Linked DNA regions of Pan troglodytes: region 1 is linked to region 2. A link is a contact called in public HiChIP or PLAC-seq data. All regions are on one chromosome and are shown on one strand. Each heading gives the region's core, a stretch centred on a gene start, on an enhancer-like site or on the middle of the called end of the contact. The rest is flanking DNA. Distances are from core to core; before and after follow the strand shown.

Region 1 (6,802 bases), core at 2,316-4,815, 100 kb before region 2:
TCTAAAGTCAAATTAATTATTCTTTAGAGGGTTTTGCTTTTTCCTTGCTGCTAGGTGGCGCTCTAGGACAGGAGTTCTGTTGCCAGGCCAGCTGCTAAAAATCCTTCCCTTGTGTGTTTCATCGCAGGTTTTAGAGTTAAAAATGGAGCTAGGAGCTAACTTCATCCAACCCCTCTTTTTACTTGGAAGAAAAAAAAAAACAAGTTAAGTGACCTAGAACATGAATTCATTGGAAATAGGTTCTTAATGTGTGATCTTCCCACAGATTAAAATTTCCCTTTCTAATTTTACCCTCCAGGAAATGGCCACAGAGCACTCCCTTTTTACAGAACTTAAACTTTAATACTGTATAGTTATCTATTCTTTGAAGGTGGTGGGGAAACACCAACAACCCCTAATCTCTTTCAGAAGCTACAAGTACTGATTCTATCTTGCTCCACTGAAAAAGTTTTAAGAAAAAAAAATCACTTTGCCATCTTTATTTTGGCCTTTCCATGCAGATGTGTTTTCACCTCCTTTATAAATTACTGCTATAGGAAAAAATACAAAATTATTACAATTTAGGCACATTTTTTAGTCTTTAAAATGATTTTTTAAATTCCAGGGCATTAAGTTTTGTGTTTGTCTGCCTTTCTGGGGGAAGGTTCTTGGCTTGCTCAGATTCTCAAAAATGATTAAGAATGCCTGCAGGAGGCCGGGCGCAGTGGCTCATGCCTGTAATCCCAGCATTCTGGGAGGCCGAGGCGGGCAGATCACCTAAGGTTGGGAGTTCAAGACCAGCCTGACCAACCTGGAGAAACCCCATCTCTACTAAAAATACAAAATTAGCCAGGTGTGGGGGTGCATGCCTGTAATCCCAGGTACTCGGGAGGCTGAGGCAGGAGAACCACTTCAACCTGGGAGGCAGAGGTTGCGGTGAGCCGAGATCGCACCATTGCACTCCAGCATGGGCAACAAGAGTGAAACTCCATCTCAAAAAACAAAAACAAGAATGCCTGCAGGAATTCTGCATCCTGTAATATGACTATTTGCTCACCAGATTCTCGGTGAGATGGAAAACTGATTAACCCTTGTGACTTCACTCTCAAATGAAGACAAGCAAATTCTGTGGTCAGAGCCTGGTTTTAACTCACATCAGGAGTCAGCTCTAATAACCATCACTTACAGAGGACTTTACAAATTGCAAAATAGCAGAGGCTGCTGCCAACTAAAGTTTAAATCACATTAACACAAGGATAGCATACAAGACAAGAGAGTAATTTGATAAGTTCTACACCTCTGTTGGCTTCTAGGAAGCAAAATGTTTACAAAGAAGATAGACCAGCATTCACAAGAGAACTGATCGGATAATAAGAGTTTTATGGAGTTCACATGTGCCACAAGCTGTTTATTCTGTGTGCTTTTATATAGATTACATCATGTAATCCTTGCAACACCACCATGGGGTAGGTGGTGTTATTACTCCCATTTTACAGATAAGGAAATTGAGGCACAGAAATGTATTTTGCCAACATCATGTCAGAAATTAATATTGTATTACAATAATCTTAATATCCAGTTACTAAATGCTCATTATATGCCAAAACTTTTACATATTTAATATTTACAGCATCCTTGTTACTATTCTTTTTTTACAAGAGGAAAAACTTGAGGATCAGAAAATTATTTACCAAGAATCACGCTAGTAAGTGGTAGGACCTTAAATAAGTCAGATTTCACCAAAGACTTGCCCATATTATCTTCTTATACTTCTCCGATTACCTATTAAACCAATTCCAGTTCCACCTACACCACTCCACCAAAACTGCTCCTGTCAAGGTCTCCAGCAACTCCATGCTGAATCCACTAGTCAGCCCTCAGTCATCCCATCTGACTTATCAGTAGCATTTGATACACTTGACAATCCTCCTCCCTGACACTTTCTCTCCTCCCAGCACATCTCATTCTCTAGGGTTTCCTCGTACTCATTGGTCAAAGCCTTAGCATCTTTTGTGCCTCCTCCTCTTTTTCCTGACCTCTTAATGCTGCAGGGCACCAGGCCTCATTCTCTTGGGAATTCCCCCAGTCTCCTGGCTTTAACTACCATCTACATCTATAGGAAATCCTGTTGGCTATGCTTCCAAAATGTGTCTGGAATCTGCCGGCTTCTCACCAACCCTACCTCCACCACCAGGTCAGAGTTACTGTACTGAGCCTGGACCACTTCGCAGCCTTGTCTGGCTTCCCTGCTGTCCACAGTGCTCTCTCACTCTGCTCTCCACAAAGCAGCCAGAGGGGCCCTTTCAAGCTCCAAGGCAGCTGGCATCCCTCCTCTGCCCAAGGCCCCCTGAGGGCTCCCAGTCTTACTCAGAGTCCTTACAATGGTCCACAGCGGTGTTGCCAAAGACAATGCAGGATGCCCAGTTAAATATGGATTTCAGGTAAACAGCTAATAACTTTCTAGTTTAAGTATGGTTTCACGCAATATTTGAGGCATATCTGTATTTTTAAAATTATTATCTGAAATTCAAATTTAGCTGAGATTGCAAATTTTTATCTGCTAAATCTGCCAGGCATATCCACCAGCTCTACATATGCCCCCCGTTACCTCCTTGACCTCATCTCCCATGATCTCCCCCTTATTCACTGCACTCCCCCACACTGGCCTCCTCACTTTCTTCCAGTGCATAGCTCCTCACTTTGGGCTCTTGCCTTGGCTGTTCTTCCTCCAGCATCTGCGTCTTCTCAAAGAGGTAATTTCTAAAATGACTTCTCAACGCTGTGCTCCCAATGCCCCTAATCCTGCTCCACTTTTTTCCATAGCACCTGACTTCTAACATGACTCATTCGTTTTATTGTGAACGTAGGTCTCCACCAACCAGAATCTAAACTCCACCGGGCAGGTATTTTTGTCCATTTCATGCATTATCATATCCCAAGAGGCTAGAACAATAGCACCTCTGTACACAATAATTGTTTGTTTATTGTGAATGAATGATTTCAAAGGCTTTTGCTCCTTTCCATTGCATTATATATTCCCTCTGTTTCAACTTATGATAAATATCTGAGAGTGCACAGCCTGGAGAAAAACTGAGAGTGCACAGCCTGGAGAGGAGATTACGGGCAGAGGTGGAGAATGTGCTCACACCTCAGCTGGAGTGGTCCTTTTGTTGTGGGACAGTCTGGTTCAAGGCACAGAACTGTCCACAGCTCTCTGCCCAGGCAATTGCCACATTCCCCACACCCTCAGTATTGCCCTGTATTTAACAACAAAAAAGTGTGTATTTTCTATGTGCCAGGTCCTGTGCTGACCTCCAAGAATACAAGGATAAACAAGATAATGCTACCTAGGAGGACCAGGCAATGAGCCTGAGGTTCTTGCCTGATTGATAAAATGAAAAAGAACTGGGCCTGACTGGCCAGAATCACCGCAAGGGCCACAAGCCCTTATATCCTATCATCTCCCCCCAGGTTATTTCCTACTTTGGTAACCCCCAAGAGAAAACCAAAGTGAATGTTAAGCAGGAGCAGTGAGAAGAACATCTGCTGTAACCTCTCTATGACCCCAATGCAGTAGCTCAGCAGAGATGAATTAAAGCGCAGGAAGCTTGTTGGCGTCAGTCTCCATTGACGCCAACAGGAAGGTGGAGCAGAGAAGCAGATTTGCTGCTGAAAATCATTTCCCCTGGAAAGTCCCAGGAGAAAAAAAAAAATCATTACAGCTGGGATAATAATGTTTACTCAACAGCCTTGTGTAAATTTTTGACCCACCTTATTTCTGCACTATTAGGGTCTGGAATTACGGATTAAAGATATTATTATGTTGGTGCAAAAGTAATTGCGGTTTTCGCTATTACTTTCAATGACAAAAACCTCAATTACTTTTGCACCAGCCTAATAGCATCTTAATATGCAATGGCTAGCTGGAAAAGTCTAGGGCAGGTTACAGAGGTGTAGTATTAACATGGCTAAAACACACACAATAGAAAATGGAGAAAGAAGTACCTTGAGGGGAGCATGGTTTGCAATGCCCTTTTCTCCCTTTCCCCTTTCATTCCAGGTGGGCCTCCAGCATGTCCCTAGTCACCAAATTACAGAGCTGTCATTTTCTAATTCAATGAAAATTTACTGGGGGCCTGTTTGACACAGGCTGTGTCACCTCCTGTCTCCAGGGTATTAAATTGACTAAAAGAGCTCATCCTTTACTAAAGAGGGTAGCTCCCTAGTGCAACTGTGACCAGGCATAGAGGGTAAAAAGTCGGCCCTGGCATTAACTAAATGCCTACAGCAAGAGCTTGTTCTTTCTTCTTGTAAAAAATGACCAGATGCTAGAACTCAGGACACCTTGGATGACACCCAACATTCTAGAGGAAAATCATAGATAGACCTGGCAGATCTCGTCAGGCAGAGCTGGCCTGGCAAAACTGGGAAGTGAGCCATACTGATCCTCAACATTCTCCAATTTTCATTTTCAGCTCTTTTCCCTCTGACCATTATTTGGTTCTGCCCCATGAGTGGCCACAAAGTCCCCCTGCCCTGCCCTCCCCTATCACAACTCACCCAAGGACCTTGCTAGGTGACACTGACCCATTTACATTTTAGAGTCTGAAATTATTCCTCAGTCTTCCCAGCACTTTGGGAGGCTAAGGCAGGCGGATCACGAGGTCGGGAGTTCGAAACCAGCCTAGCCAATATGGTGAAACTGTGTCTCTACTAAAAAACACAAAAATTAGCTGGGTGTGGTGGCGCGTGCCTGTAGTCCCAGCTACTCAGGAGGCTGAGGCAGGAGAACCACTTGAACTCAGGAGGCGGAGGTTGCAGTGAGCTGAGATCACGCCACTGCACTCCAGCCTGGAGTGCAGTGCAGTAAACATTATTATCCCAGCTGTAAGCGAGTGAGACTCCATCTCAAAAAACAAAACAAATACCCAAAAAATATTGCTATCTAGCAAGGGAATGTGACAAAACCAATTGAAAAGGAATAAACTAGTGACTATAATAGTTTAGATAACTTCCTGGAGTGCTTGCCTTTTGGAGAGGCAATAAATAAGAAAATGAGGCTCCGAATGACCAGAACCAAATAGAACCTTCTTAGATTCTATTCTATTTCTCAAAGTAATATGAGAATTAACTAAAATCTTGAGATTTTTGCCAAGGACAAAACATTACATTGACCCTTCTAGTAAATGAGACAACTGCACTTCTTAATCCTCCCTTTTCCAGACAAATACCAGTCAGTAGGTCCCTCATTTCTAACTCCTCATATATGGCAATAGGACATAGCATTTCTAAACTATGAAAAGATGTTAAATTTCATCACTTTAACAATGTATAATTTAATCACACATAAAATGAAAGATGGTTGTTAGAGTTCTTCCAAGATAAGTCTCTAGCTCCTCACAAATTTAAAGGATCCATTTTAAACTTATGAAGAGGCTGTAAGAAGAGACACTAGAACCAAATGTGAACAGACATCTAGACAATTGATTCTGGATGGCTAAAGCTCAACTTCTTCATTTAATTAACAAATACTTGTTGAGGACTTACCGTGTGCCAGGCATCAGGCTCGATGCTGAACATGAAAGACTGTTCCTGTCTTCAGGGATCTCACAGTCTGGTGGGACAGGGCAGAAGAAACTTAAAATAAGCAACTACGATGGGCTGTGATAAGTGCCATTATGGAGCACGTACAGGGAACATTGGGAGCACAGAACACTTCACTCACTCTAGGGTTGGAGAGAAGGGTATATTGGAGGAAGATTTCTCAAAAAAAAACCTGTGCTGGATTTTAAAGGTCATATACCTGTCTCTAGTTTTAGTGTATGGAAGGTATTTCCAAAGCATATAAATGGTATTTCAAAAGCACAAAAGAAAAAAAGGAAATGTGGGAGATATTATTCCAGTTGGTTGGGGAAAAAAGTAAAAAATAAGTTAAAGGGGCCAGGCGCAGTGGCTCATGCCTGTAATCCCAACACATTGGGAGGCTGAGGCAGGCAGATCACTTGAGGTCAGGAGTTCGAGACCAGCCTGGCCAACATGGTAAAACCCCATCTCTACTAAAAATACAAAAATTAGCTGGGCGTAGTAGCGCATGCCTGTAATCCCAGCTATTCCAGTGGCTGAGGCATGAGAATCGCTTGAACCTGTGAGGCAGAGGTTGAAGTGAACCAAAGTCTTGCCACTGCATTCCAGCCTTGGTGACAGAGTGAGATTCTGTCTTAAAAAATAAAATAAAATAAAATAAGTTAAAGGAAAATTACCTAAAACTTGTAGATAAAAGATGATTATATGACTTTTTATGTCATGCTAACAACATTTTCTAATGAGCCTACTTTATTTACACAACTGATCATGACTCAAACATTTTACAAGTCTATAAAATGTAGAAGGTGATTTTTGTTTCTACCAGTGTAAAGAAGACCCATGGATCATCTTCTTTATGTTGGTAGAAAAGGTTCTTTACATTGGTTAAGAAAAAGGGGGGGTGGGTGGGTATAATTTTCCCATACGACAATTTGTAACTAGCAAATTTATTGCAGAATTCCTTTTTTCCCCCTCATTATAAAAATCTCAGTTTCTCAAACTCTTTTTGGAACCTACTTGGCCATCCTACTGGTTTCATCATTAAAGAGTTCATCATTAAAGAGTTAAATAAAACTTTGAAATTAGCTCACCATTTTTTTGTATAAGGATTAGGTTTTTAAATTCACATGGAAACTTGAGGGGCTCTGAACAGCCAAAAATAACTTGAAAAAGAAAGACAAAGTTGGAAGTCTCATTTCCAAATTTTAAACCCACTACAGAGCTACAGTAATCAAAATAG
Region 2 (7,126 bases), core at 735-3,234:
ACATCTTTGCAGAGTTTGATGGGGCGCCGGGCGGATGACAGCGGGAACGGTTGTGATCACTGGCGGAATCCTAGCTACGGTGATCCTCCTCTGCATCATTGCCGTCCTGTGCTACTGCAGGCTCCAGGTCAGTCCCCGGGACCCGTAGCCAGAGGCTGCCAGGCCACCAGCAAACCTCTTTTTCATTATGGGGGCAGAAACTGGAGGCCGACTTCAGGGCCCACAGAGCCCAAAGCCATGGAATGTAGCAGGCCTAAGTCAAGGAGGATGGGAGTTGGGGCTGGTCGGAAGGGAGCTAAGTGCCCCCCAGCCTGCCCACTCAGAGCACACAGAAAGTGTGCTGGGAAGATACGGGGTCATTGGGTTGTGTCTCCTGCACCTCTGAGATTTCAGGAGCGTGGGAAGAGCACCATTCGGGGGAGGCTCTGAAAGCTGCCGCCAGCAGCTCCAGCCCTGTCCTCAATATGATGTGTGTGTCCCTGCCCCGCTCAACTACAGCCTGGAGTTACTGCGAGGAGTGGTGGGAGGGGAAAAGGAAAGCAGTACTGGCCTTGCAAAGCTGGGATTAGAAACTTGTGGAGCAGGCCCCTGGGGTTCAGTGCCTGGCACTAGGTTCTCCATGGAGCAGGGGACAGGGGCACCTGTGCACGCTCAAAAATGCGTGGGGCGGGGGGAGCATTCACCCTCTCAGGCATCCCTCTGCCCTTCCGCACAGTATTACTGCTGCAAGAAGAGCGGAACCGAGGATGCAGACGAGGAGGAGGAGCGGGAGCACGACCTTCCCACGCATCCCAGAGGCCCCACCTGCAATGCCTGCAGCTCCCAAGCCCTGGACGGCAGAGGCAGCCTGGCGCCTCTCACCAGCGAGCCCTGCAGCCAGCCCTGTGGGGTGGCCGCGAGCCACTGCACTACCTGCTCCCCATACAGCTCCCCCTTTTACATACGGACGGCTGACATGGTGCCCAATGGGGGTGGAGGCGAGAGGCTCTCCTTTGCTCCCACATACTACAAAGAGGGGGGACCCCCATCCCTCAAATTGGCAGCACCCCAGAGTTACCCGGTGACCTGGCCAGGCTCTGGGCGTGAGGCCTTCACCAATCCAAGGGCTGTTAGTACAGACGTGTAAATCCTTCCACCCCGACCCGCACACACACCCACACTGCTGCCCTGGCGGGGGCCATGAGGGTGATGAATGACCCTCCAACAGCCCCACATGGGTTGTCTCTGTTTCTTTGGCTTTTCTCGCTCCGCAGTGGAGGGTTTACTAGGATTTAAGCTTTTGAGTGCATTGAGAACCAAGACAGGGCCTGGCTCCAACTCTGTGGGCCAGAGGTGGGGGACTGCTAGGTCGAGTCTGCAGCTTCGCCAGTTTCTTGGTTGGGACACTCCTCTGGCAGCCCCAGCACCACCACAACCCCTTGCAGTGTGCCCCAGTGCCCTGGATTCGCTGGACTGCAAAAAGGAGCACCAGGGAAAGCTCAGCAAAGGCTCGGGAGGCCTCCAGGGTCCTCGGGAGATGAAGCATCCGTGCCTAGGAAAAGGGGACAGAGGGCAAGGAGAGAAGTGAGAGCTACAATTCCAGCATTGGAGAAACGAGGGGCGGGGCGTCAACGGCACTGCTTCAGGACGCGCTTGCTGAAACGAATCCAACAGCTAGTTCACAGCCCAGCTTTGTACGCTGGTTACCATAGCTACTGCTGTCACTGTAGCTGCTCCCGTAGGGACGTTGATTCCTGAACGTATCACATCTCACCTGCCCCCTTCCTCGTGGGACGTGTCAAGTTGACTTTAAAGCCTAAGGTGGCTCGTGGGGACTGCACCAGAAAGTGTCTAACCTTGTGTTCCCCGAAATCCTTTCTCTGACTTAGGAACCAGCGCCCCCTGCTGGAGAAGTTTTTTCATTTTTGTTAGCCGACTTCTGGTAGCTCAGCAAAGAGACCAGCTGACTGTCTCTCAGCCCAGCCCACCACGCCGAGTAGCTTGCGTGGATGCAGTCCTGTGAGGGTGTGCATAACCGTTCCCAGGTGTACGCACGCGCGCGCGCGCACACACACACACACACACACACCAGTAACCACGGGTAGGCACCAGGGGCTTTGTACATTCAGGAGCTGCAGAGAGGAAAGGTCTCCCATGTACCAGAGAAGGAAAAGTCTGATCCCCAAACAGCTTGAACGAAAGGTGGTTAACGTGACCAATCCCCATGGCAGACAGCGGGCTGGTGAACAGGAAGAGCACAGAATCTCTGTGGGGCGATGCTGCAGCGGCTGAAACCACGTCAAGTCCCCCAGAGCCCGGCATTCTACGTGAGCATCCACCCGTGACGCCGTGGAGCAGGATCTTCATTCATCTCACCAGAGCAACAGCCCAGTCCTGAGGATGGGAGGGACGTGACTTAGCCTTGGGATTCCACGCTCGCCGCCCTCCCTTGGCCGCCCTACTCCCCAGTTTCCTGGCGATGAGCCGTTTATTGTGTCTCACACCAGCCTCATTTCCAACTCCGACTTCCTACTTAGAATGTGGCAGTGGCTTTGTGAGTGAGAATCCTGATGAGTTTTCCAGTGGCCTCTGCAGAAGCTGGCCCCCTTCTAAGGGCATAGCTAACCCCCTTCCCACTCCTGAGTCACTGAATTCGAGGAGGGTGGGGCAGGGAAAGGGCTGCCCCCCCTGCTGAAATCTTGATTCTGCATTAGAGGAAGGTCAGGGTGCCGCTGGGGGAGCAGGGAGCGGGGAGGGAGGAAGAGGGGAATGCACATCTTTTGCACCACTATTAAGGCACCTGTCACCTTACATCTCAATCTGGAATCAAAGTGCCCTGGGTTGAGAAGCAGACCTGGGCTCTGGTCACACTTTGGTCACTCATTAGCTCTAGGACCAGTCACTAATCTCTGAGACTCCATTTTCTCCAGGGAAACGAGGCTTGCCCAGATAGACTAACAACCCTTTAGTGCTCCAAGAAGTGAGAACTTCCGAAAAAGATCTGCCGGCCCAGACCACTCCCTCTTGCCCTAATCCTGGCAGGGTCTGGATGTATTTACCCAACTCTGATCTTGCGTGCAGGGATGCTTGCTGATGGATGAAAGACCACAATAAAACAAGATTAGCAGCAAAACAATTTTAATTGTCAGTGAAAAGCAAACATGTTTGTCAGACTCTCCTGTGGAGTCACTTCAAATGGTAACTCTTCTCTTGTACCAGGAAGCAGCTGTAGGTGGGGTAATGGGATCTGTCTCCTGGTGCAGAGGGGCAGCTTATGGCGGCAGCAGCTTCAACAAACCCGTCCCACGGCCAGCCCTAACTGGGCCAAGTGCAAGCTCCTGATGAGCTGCTGGGCCTGGCAGCGTTCCCCACTTCCTAGTGCCTTGCTCCCCTGGAATTCCACAGCCAATCAACCACAGCAGCCATGTCCTCCTTGCCAGAAATAACATCATTCGTACGTCCTGCCTTTGTAAAAATCAAGACCCAGTTAACCATCACCCGCTTCTTGCCCCTGATCGATGGGGTCCCTGAGTGTAAGCGTCCTGTGCAATCCCCTCCCTCCTACTGCTTTCCTAGCTAAGCCCTGCTAGCCCCAAAAATCAGAATCTGGGTTTGGGGCGCTGGAGAGATGGTGGGCCCCAGCTCTTCCCCACACAGCCCACGCTGCTCAGGGCACGGTCTCCGACCAGGCTCGAGATTGCCTGCCTGCCCGCTGCAGCCGCAGGGCCCCACCCGGTGGAAAAGGAAGCTTCCCCCACTCAACTGCACTGTCCTTTTCTGCTATCTAGACTGTGCTAAGGGACACTATTTGTACACTTTTCAAACGGTGCCCTAAATTGGAAGAGAAGGAGGGGCCAGGAACACAGCCCTCTCCGCCGTCTTTCTCCACCTCCACTTCACCACTCCTGCTCTAGACTTCTTGTCTTGCATCTTTGATAACTTGGAGTCATAACCGAGTGGGTGTCGGAATAAATGAGAGATTTGAAGTAGAAATCCCACAGGGTCCTTCGTTCTTCACCGGGGGAAGTGAAGGGGGCTGTTGGTGTGGATTTAAGGGTGAAGCCTCCTCTTCAACATCCAGAGCGTCTGTGTTCCACGCTCTCCCTGCTCCCACGGTAGCAAACCTCCACCTTGTTGCCTGGCATGCCCCCATTGCCTCAGTCAGAGTTCAGTCGGCGGAGATTTGCTGTTTGTTGGGAAAGTGGCTGAAGGGCCCTGCTGAGGATAGTGAGTTTCCCTGTGGGGCAACCCAGGCCTTGGCCCCTGCTACCTGCCCTTCCCCTCTTCCCAACCCTGCACACACACCTTCCAGGCTGGTGGTCTTCCTGCCTGTGTAGCTCAGGGTAAAATCACTTCTCTGAAGCCTGAGGAGATCATGTCACACGGCCAGCCCTTTGTTACAGGGGCAGCAAGGGAAGAGAGGGCAATTGGGACCAGATCCCCAGTGCAGCCCAGCAGAGACTACAGAAGTGGAGAGGGATGAAGGGGGACTGGAGAACTGGGAACTAGCTTTGTGTGTAGGAGGGAGAATTCGGGGATGAAGTGAGAACGTCTTGTGTGTGTGTGTGTGTGTGTGTGTGTGCCTGCGCTTGTGCACATGGGTGTGTACGAGAGAGCTGCTCTCTCTCCACCTCAGGGCCTCAGGGCGAGCCCTGACTGCAGCTTGGGGGTGCAGCAGGCAGCCCGCCCCAGCAGTCCAGCACCCAGGCCTCCAGCCCTGCAGCAGCCTTCCCTAGCACCAGTGGGAGCACAGCTTCCTTCAGCCTCGGCCCAGGGAGCAGTTGGCCACAGCTCTGTCACCACAGCTGTCCTATGGAATCAGAAACCAGACCCTGAGGCACACTCATCATAGCACCCATCCCAACCTCCAGCCATCTCCTTTGCCGCCGCAGGGCAGCCAGCCCGGACTCAGCCTCCAGCCTCTCACCCGGCACATCTGCATGGCCTCATGCTTGCTGCAAGTCACGGCCCTGACCCAGCTCTTCTCTCCGGTGGCCCTCAACTGCCTTCAGCCTCAGCTCCAGCTGGGGAGGAGGGTGGAAGAGCAGCTTGAGTCAGACTGAGGAATGCAGGAGAGGTGCTGGCTGTCCTTGTCACTGTTCTTTGGAAAATGCCTCCATCAGTGCCTGAAGTTCAAGGAGTGTGGGCTGTTTTCTTTCTGAGTTCTGAGCAAATAGAGCTGGGGGACTCCGGGGCATGCTGCGCTATCCTGGGAGTCTCGGCCTTAGGCGGTTTGGTGATCTTCCCCTGGAAATAATCAGTGGCTCCTGAGCAGCACTTGTAAACTTGAATGTAGAAAGCTGGGTGAGAAGTTTTCATCCTCTGCACTGTTCAGGCCCAAAAAAGTTGGAGGCAGAGGCTGTCGTCAAAGTGGCACATTGCCCTCATACCCGGGGGCTTTCCAACCAACAGCTCTGGCACCCCAGATTCCAGCAGCCCCATAATGGCATCATTCAGCCCACATCCCCAAAACCTGTCCATGTCACTCTGCCCCTGGGGCTTCTGCGGGGACTTCAAGGAGAAGCTTCTTTCACCATAAAAACATCTCACCCAGTTTTCTACGCTCAAGTTTACAAGTGCTGTTCAGGGACTATTGATGATTTACAGGAGAAGATCGCCAAACTACCTAAGACTGAGAGTCCTGGGATAGGGCAGCATACCCCGGAGTCCCCCAGCTCGATTTGCTCGGAACTCAGAAAGAAAACAGCCCACACTCCTTGAACCTCAGGCACTGACGGAGGCATTTTCTAAAGAACAGTGACAAGGACGGCCAGCACCTCCCCTGCAGTCTAACTCAAGCTACTCCTCCACCCTCCTCCCCAGCTGGCCCCTCTCTCCACCAGCTCCCCCTCCCAACGGCCATCCTTCCTTCATCGCCGGCCTGTCAGCTCGCTGGGTGGAGAACCAAGTAGTGCACAACCTCTCAGAACACACCGCTTGCACCTTCACAGCGTGCCTCAGAGGGAGTGGCACATGGCTCCATCCTCCAGCCCAGCACACAGCACCCTTCATGCAGCTGGCTCATGCTGAGGATGGCAGGAGGAGGTGAAGGAGGAGCTCCCGGGTCACAAAGCCATTATCTCTTTTCTCCTGTGACCTAACACCCCAGCAGACACAGCAGTCTAGTGGCGGCGGTTAGAAGGTGGGATTTGGAAGCAGACTTCAGCTAGAATCCTGACTCTACCACTTACTGTGTGACTTTAGGCAACTTTGGGGACCTCTCTGCTTCTCAGTTTTCTCACTTGTAAAATTGGGATCATAATGCCCACTGTATTCCATGAAAATTAAGTGAGCTGGCTGGGTGCGGTGGCTCACACCTGTAATCCCAGCACTTTGGGAGGCAGAGGTGGGCAGATCGCCTGAGCTCAGAAGTTCGAGACCACCCTGAGCAACATGGTGAAATCCTGTCTCTACTAAAACACAAAAAATTAGCCGGACGAGGTGACAGGCATCTGTAGTCCCAGCTACTTGGGAGGCTGAGGCACCAAGAATCACTTGAGTCCTGGAGGCGGAGGTTGCAGTGAGCCAAGATTGCACTACTGCACTCCAGCTTGGGCTACATAGTGAGACACCATCTCAAAAAAAAATTAAGTGAGCTGACACCTCACTTAATTTTAATGGATACAGTGGGCATTATGGTCCCAATGTGACACCTCACATTAATGATAATGGCACATGTGGTAGCCACTATCATTAGCAGTATAGCCAAGTCCAAACTCTACCACTCACAACATGACAGCCAATAAGTTGAGAGAAGGTGTTGGGGTACGGAAGATGACTTTATTTCCGGGCGCTTCCAACTGAGAAGATGGAGGACCAATGTCCTAAAGAACCTTTTTTTTTTTTTTTTTGAGTCAGAGTCTCACTCTGTTGTCCAGGCTGAAGTGCAATGGCACAATCTTCAGCTCACTGCAACCTCCACCCCCTGGGTTCAAGCAATTCTCCTGCCTAGGCCTCCCGAGTAGCTGGGATTACAGGTGCCCGCCACCACTCCCAGCTAATTTTTGTATTTTTAGTAGAGATGGGGTTTCACCACAGGCTGGTCTCTTGGCCAGGCTGGTCTCGAACTCCTGACCTCGTGATCCTCCTGCCTAAGCCTCCCAAAGTGATGGGATTACAGGCATGAGCCACCGTGCCCAGCCAGAAC

What was found. HiChIP or PLAC-seq counts read pairs in DNA pulled down with a chosen protein or histone mark.
Region 1: a contact with region 2 is called in an H3K4me3 HiChIP or PLAC-seq map of stem cell-derived excitatory neurons, with 11 times the contacts expected there. The contact joins two enhancer-like sites. A contact is called at or near these places in 6 of 7 Hi-C or Micro-C datasets (blood, induced pluripotent stem cells, a lymphoblastoid cell line and 2 more), 1 of 1 datasets of contacts at active chromatin or transcription factors (stem cell-derived excitatory neurons) and 1 of 1 other capture datasets (stem cell-derived neural stem cells).

Annotation. Positions count from the first base shown.
Region 1 is chr1:69,410,449-69,417,250 of NHGRI_mPanTro3-v2.0_pri, reverse strand. No RefSeq gene overlaps it. Among named protein-coding and RNA genes, the nearest start is that of FAM163A, 18 kb to the right of the region's middle. Within about 2 kb of position 3,565, at least 1 of the 24 cell types and tissues checked has an H3K27ac peak or open chromatin away from gene starts, as enhancers often do. A contact at or near this core is called in stem cell-derived excitatory neurons, where this site is marked.
Region 2 is chr1:69,303,794-69,310,919 of NHGRI_mPanTro3-v2.0_pri, reverse strand. FAM163A (family with sequence similarity 163 member A) reads left to right here. Exons shown (of 8, transcript XM_063810788.1): 7 at 13-127; 8 at 716-3,108. The coding sequence starts at 35. The coding sequence ends at 1,126. LOC107969456 (a long non-coding RNA gene) reads right to left here and starts at 5,997. Exons shown (of 4, transcript XR_008536567.2): 1 at 5,900-5,997; 2 at 4,907-5,306; 3 at 4,285-4,789; 4 at 3,101-4,194. Within about 2 kb of position 1,984, at least 11 of the 24 cell types and tissues checked have an H3K27ac peak or open chromatin away from gene starts, as enhancers often do. A contact at or near this core is called in stem cell-derived excitatory neurons, where this site is marked.